Linked DNA regions of Ovis aries: region 2 is linked to region 1. Evidence: chromatin contacts called from public Hi-C data. All regions are on one chromosome and are shown on one strand. The core of a region is the stretch at or near the end of the contact, and the rest is flanking DNA. Distances in the headings are between cores, read along the strand shown.

The links. A called contact is a pair of places that touch in the nucleus more often than the background predicts.
Region 2: a contact with region 1 is called in a Hi-C map of hypothalamus, with 4 times the contacts expected there. The contact joins two enhancer-like sites. A contact is called at or near these places in 3 of 16 Hi-C or Micro-C datasets (blood, hypothalamus and omental adipose tissue).

The regions. Positions count from the first base shown.
Region 1 is chr26:6,538,718-6,542,035 of ARS-UI_Ramb_v3.0, reverse strand. No RefSeq gene overlaps it. Among named protein-coding and RNA genes, the nearest start is that of DEFB108B, 43 kb to the right of the region's middle. Within about 2 kb of position 1,340, at least 12 of the 54 cell types and tissues checked have an H3K27ac peak or open chromatin away from gene starts, as enhancers often do. A contact at or near this core is called in hypothalamus, where this site is marked.
Region 2 is chr26:6,825,001-6,828,445 of ARS-UI_Ramb_v3.0, reverse strand. No RefSeq gene overlaps it. Among named protein-coding and RNA genes, the nearest start is that of GPM6A, 15 kb to the right of the region's middle. Within about 2 kb of position 1,750, at least 15 of the 54 cell types and tissues checked have an H3K27ac peak or open chromatin away from gene starts, as enhancers often do. A contact at or near this core is called in hypothalamus, where this site is marked.

The DNA of each region.
Region 1 (3,318 bases), core at 91-2,590:
TTTCGAATTGGGATTGAAAGAGTGACCTCACCCAAGGAACTGGGGGATAAATACGCCCAAACTGTAGCCAGTTCTCAGCAGAAAATCACTGCATAGCTAATCTTTAGGACTTTTGTTGAGTGTCAAAATTCCCTAGTCCTGTGCCCCCCTTTCTCCAAAACAGCCGCCTGCACATACATAGACTTTGTATAATATTCGTTTGTCGACTGTGAGCAGAGGACTTTGATGGGTCTCACTTGATTATATCTTTCACAGTTGAGAAACACAGAAACTTCCTGTCTCTGGCTCTCCTCTCCCCAAAGTCAGGTGCTTAGAGGAAGTGGCATAAGGGGAAAGGCAAATGGTAAATCCTTAGTTGTCATCTGCAGACTCAGAATACCTGTAGTCGAAGGAAACTTAATGATTCGGATTCTCCAACACAGCTTCTTCAAAACTCATGGTCTGGCTTAAGAGACGTGACTTGCTCTTTAAATTATTTCCCTAGGATGAATTAATTAATTCCTTACATTGATTCATTCACAAATTCACTGATTTTACCTTGCACATGTGATCAGCAAGAGACTTTTCTAGCCTTCAAGATAGTACTAGCTCTGCAAAAATGTTGAGAGATCTAAAAATAACCACACAAAAATGTAGAAAGGGCTAAATTTACAAAAGAGTGAAAACAGGAAAGAAACAATCAGATATCCTCATTTTCCCCTTGATGCAGCAGATGGAAAGCATGTGTTAAGAGCTTAAGGGGGTAAGACTGTTTGAAGTGGTTCTTTCTCATACCACGGCAATGTACATTATACACACTCACATGCACGCTGATAGTTTTACTAATAACTTTGCTTAACATATCATAGGAGAAGGAAACGGCAACTCACTCCAGTATTCTTGCCTAGAAAATCCCGTGGACAGAGGAGCCTGGTGGGCTGCTGTCCATAGGGTCGCACAGAGTCGGACACGACTGAAGCGACTTAGCATGCATGCATGCATTGGAGAAGGAAATGGCAACCCACTCCAGTGTTCTTGCCTGGAGAATCCCGTGGACAGAGGAGCCTGGTGGGCTGCTGTCTATGGGTCACACAGAGTTGGACACGACTGAAGTGACTTAGCAACATATCATAACTTTAGGACTGGAAAACAGTTATATCCAATGAATTGCTGATCTTCATCCATTTTTATCTGCGTTATTTTAAATGTTATACAATTTCTCATTCACTGTCTCTCTGGTTGGAGAAAATGGCTGAACAGAAAGTCTGTCGCAGAGAAAAATAAAAAAGGAAGCCAGAGCCTCTTTCAGAGAGTTGTCGGATGCTGACATCTGGTGGCTCTCAGAAACATCACTACAAAGCCACGTTCAACAACAGCGCACTGCTCCCCTTTACACGCCTTGCACCTCCTAGGGCCAGTGCGCGCCTGGGACACATGCACGTATCTTATTTTGATGGCCCATCATGGACCTTTATATGTTAAACTTCTGCTGATACTCAGACAGAATAAAAAGCTAAAGGGAAATGTACCATTCAGGATCAGTTTTACTCCACATTCTGCCTGAAACTGAAGAAAGCGCATCCTTTTCATTTCCTATGGAGAACATCTTTATAAATGGCCTTGCTGCTCCCTGGCTTAGACCTTTTGTAATCTGAAATAAGCCTCTTGAGAGATAAATTCTTCTGACATTTTTGAGTGCTTCCCTTAATTTTTCAGCTCTGCCTGCTTGACCACAATGGTTTATGTTTTACATGCAAAAGGGTGGACCCATAATAGTTCTCAGTACCTTTCTGCTTTGAGTATTTGGCAGAGTTTGTATTTCTAAGAATATACATTAATGTATGTGGCTAACTGGCAAAGGGCTTCCCAGGTGGCCCTAATGGTAAAGAACCCACCTCTCAATGTAGGAGAGGTAAGAGATACAAGTTCGATCCCTGGACCAGGAGGATGCTTTGGAGGAGAGCATGGCAACCCACTCCAGTATTCTTGCCTGGAGAATCGCATGGACAGAGGAGCCTGGTAGGCTACAGTTCATAGGACTGCAAAGAGTCGGACATGACTGAAGTTGACTTAGCTCGCGTTTTGTCAAACGCATTTTAACTTACTTTCTTCCTCCCTCCCTCCTTTTCTGCATGTTATAATTTTAGTTTAACAGTTCCTGCTACTACATTTCTCCAAGCCTTATGTATATTTTCCCCATTGGTCATTATACACAGTATAAACCTTATTCTAGAAAGCAGATTACACTGAGCACTTTCTTGACAATTTTTCCCCATCATGGCTTCTCTCCTTGGTCCCTCTCCAAAAGCCATCAATTTAATGAGTTTGCAAAAAGCTTCCTAAGCAAGAACTTGATCCTTTGTGGAATTTACATTCATTTTTTCCAAGTGACTGCACAGACAACATTTCTGTGACAGGAAAATGCAAAGTAATCAGCTTGGTGCTCTTATTCATGAACTCTGCCAAGTTAAGCTGTCAGAGATGTGAGAGGCGAAAAAAAGAAAATAGGGCAAACACAGACTGCAGCTCCCACGGGCAATGCAGCTTTTGGTCCCTGCTTCAGAGTGTAATGATCTGAAGGTCTGGCGTTTATGCTCACCTGGGCATCTGAAACTTACAGATCTATCAGAGAACTTGTAGGAGAGGGGAAATCTATAAATTTCTACCCTGTCTTCTCCACAAACCCACTCTGCCTCCCCAGTTGCATAACCACCACACTCAGGCACATACCTTGATGACTGGAATATTCCTAGAAAAAAACATTCCTAAACTGAATCTCAGAGACAGGACGACTTGGTAGTTTGAGCGAACTGGGGTTAGGTTTTCTGGAACCCTCTAAAGGCAACTTTTTCCTGAAAATTGTCACAGCCTTTTAGGAGACTGTTTCAACTGAATCATACATAGGGATTGCATAGGCTGGAGTACCTTTATATCTATTTCAAAATACTGTATTTTAGCTATTTTTAAAAATAAAATACAAGGATCTGGTGCTATTGGAACCCAATCCCTTTGAAGCTCAACTCTTCTGGAGCTCAAAGTATTCCTCACGTGTGCTCCACCAACCCTACCGGAAAGGATGCCTCCAGAATGGCTGTCACCATCATTCAGCCGTATTTCTCGTTAGTTTGATGACAACTCATTGGTTTCGTGTAGATGTGAGCTTATTTCACTTTTTAGCTGCATTATTTTAATTTTGTGTATTATCTTCATTTTCATCTGTGTTAAAATAGAGAGAAAATCATAATTATACTAAACACACACATCATCCAGGTTTGTCAACCCATACTGTGCTATCTTTATCATCTTAATAAAATAAGGTCCCTGAAGGAAGTACTGCGC
Region 2 (3,445 bases), core at 501-3,000, 290 kb before region 1:
GAGCTAACATCACATACCATCCTTTTCAGAGAACTTCAATACAAAATCGTAAAAGCAGTGTTTCTTAAAGCAAGGTCTCCTTGTAGCAAAACTACCAACAAGTTTATTTAAAAGTTGGTTTCGTAGACCTTCTAATCAGAACTTTGTGTCGCTAAGCTGCTTCAAAATTAAAAAAAAAAAGTTTTGCTAACACAAATGTTTAGGAGTCACCATAGCGGGGCTTCCCTGGTGGCTCAGACGGTAAAGAATCTGCCTGCAATGCAGGAGACCTGGGTTCCATCGCGGGTCGGGAAGATCCCATGCAGAAAAGAATGGCTATCCACACCAGATTTTGTGGCTGGAAAATTCCATGGACAGAGGAGCCTGGTGGGCTACAGCCCACTGGGTTGCAGAGAGCAACTAACGCAGGTGCACGTGTGCACATACACGGTGGAGGACACACACACACGGTGGAGGACACACACACACACGGTGGAGGACACACACACACACGGTGGAGGACACACACACACGGTGGAGGACACACACACACACGGTGGAGGACACACACACACACGGTGGAGGACACACACACACGGTGGAGGACACACACACACACGGTGGAGGACACACACACACACGGTGGAGGACACACACACACACGGTGGAGGACACACACACACATATGGTGGAGGACACACACACGGTGGAGGACACACACACACACGGTGGAGGACACACACACACACGGTGGAGGACACACACACACATATGGTGGAGGACACACACACGGTGGAGGACACACACACACATGGTGGAGGACACACACACACACAGTGGAGGACACACACACACATATGGTGGAGGACACACACACGGTGGAGGACACACACACATGGTGGAGGACACACACACACACAGTGGAGGACACACACACATATGGTGGAGGACACACACACAGTGAAGGACACACACACATGGCAGAGGGCACACACACAACATGGTGGAGGACACACACACGCGCAGGACACACACACACACAGTGGAGGACACACACACGGTGGAGGACACACACACAGTGGAGGACACACACACGGTGGAGGACACACACACACACAGTGGAGGACACACACACGGTGGAGGACACACACACAGTGGAGGACACACACACGGTGGAGGACACACACACACACAGTGGAGGACACACACACACAGTGGAGGACACACACACACGGTGGAGGACACACACACTCATGTGGTGGAGGACACACACACACGGTGGAGCACACACACACGGTAGAGGGCACACACACACACACGTGGTGGAGGACACACACACGCAGAGGACAAACACACACACGCGGTGGAGGACACACACACTCATGCGGTGGAGGACACACACACACAGTGGAGGGCACACACACAACATGGAGGACACACACACACACGGAGGACAGACACACACGGTGGAGCACACACACACACACACGGTGGAGGACACACACACACACATACACACGGTGGAGCACCACCTCCTCCCCGTTTGCCCAGGACTTCCCCGGTTCCAGCACTGAAAGCTGTAGGTCCAGTGTCCTGAGAACCCCCCCGGAGTCCCAGGCAAACCAAGACGGCAGCAGAATTTATCACCAAGAGCCAGCCATGGTAACAAAGACAGCACAGCTGGTGCCACTGCTTAGCATTTCAATTATGCTTTTGGAAAACAAGAAGGAAAGGAGAAATTTAAGTCCCAATTTCAGGAAAATGGTGTTTGTGTCACATTCCACAGTGCGTTCGTGTGGTTAGGCTGACCTCTGGTGGGGATGTACTCTCAGCCACAATCACTTGAGAGGCGGATTTTTCTTTTAAGGTTTTTTATTTTATTTTCCATTCCGAATGAAATACACTTCACATAAAAGTTTCTCCTCCGACGTTAAATATACCGCCGAAGCACTCTGCACTGACGCTGCAGACTGGCTTTACGGGGCTGCGCTGTAGTCGCAGAGCGGGGAAAGGCCTGCCATTGGGCCCCTTGTTTTTCTTAGTTATCAGTAGGGAGAGCCTGCTGCTGCTGCTGCTGCTAAGTCGCTTCAGTCGTGTCTGACTCTGTGCGACCCCATAGACGGCAGCCCACCAGGCTCCCCCGTCCCTGGGATTCTCCAGGCAGGAACTGGAGTGGGTTGCCATTTCCTTCTCCAATGCATGAAAGTGAAAAGTGAAAGTGAAGTCACTCAGTCGTGTCCGACTCTTCCCGACCCCATGGACTGCAACCCACCAGGCTCCTCCATCCATGGGATTTTCCAGGCAAGAGGACTGGAGTGGGCTGCCATCGCCTTCTCCGAGGGAGAGCCTAGCAAGATCGTAAATTTAAAACTGAGTCTCTGAGTACTAGCCTTCACTCCGGGTGTGTCCTCTGCCTTTTCATACCGTTCTCCCAGATTTCTATGTGCGTTTCTCCTTTGCTTCCTTCAGATCTCTGATTAAACGATACCTCATTAGACGGTCCTTCCTGACTACATAATATAAACATCAGTTCTTTCCCGGATACTTTCCATCCTCTTTCTGCTTTAGTCCTCCTTAGACCAATCAGCCACACCTGAAATCTATTCATCTCTCTCTCTCATCTTTCTTTCTTTCTATTGATCCATCCATCACTATGCCCCCTAGAAAAAGGCAGGGTCTTTGCCTATATTGATTACTGCCATACCTATAGCATCTTGAACAGGATGTCTTGTAGGTAGCAGTAGGTGAACAACATATGTTTCTCAAATGACTGAATGAATGGTCAGTTTTTCATTAGCCTAAAGTCAGTCCTCTGAAAGACACTGAGCAGCCAAACACAAGGTATAAATCCTTGCACAGAAAAGTTTTCATTAGAAGAAGTCACGCTGTAGATTGTCTTTTCAAAAGTAAACGGCCTAGTTACCTATTTTCACAAAGTGAAAATAGGATGGTACTGGCAGCGCGTGTCACTCACAGGCGTCTGGATGCAACTTTGGGGCTATTTTTGCTTTATTAAATTGAACCAGAATTTCAAGGCAGTGAGAGATTCTTCTCTCGTTTATCTATTGATGTTAAATCAATCTTAAAACTTTCTAACACCTTAAACTATTATTAGACGTACGTATATTATGCCCTTTAAAATATGCATACCATGTATAGATTACTGTTGTTGATATTGTCTAGTTACGGCTACCTGGTGCTTATACATAAGGCCATACAGAGTAAACCATGCTGCACATCTTCAATATCAGAGAATAAGAACTATTTTTCTTGTTAATATTCTTTGATTAAATAGGAGTGTGTTAAAAATTTTTGAACTTTTAACTGAAAGTATGTCTAAGAAGATCATAATACTGATACTGCTTGAGAAAAAATGATAAAAAAGCAGTGCTTTACACTTTTTTCACTTCTTATTTTGACATAATGTCAGACCTGTAGGAAGGCTGCAAGAATATTGGAAAGGATT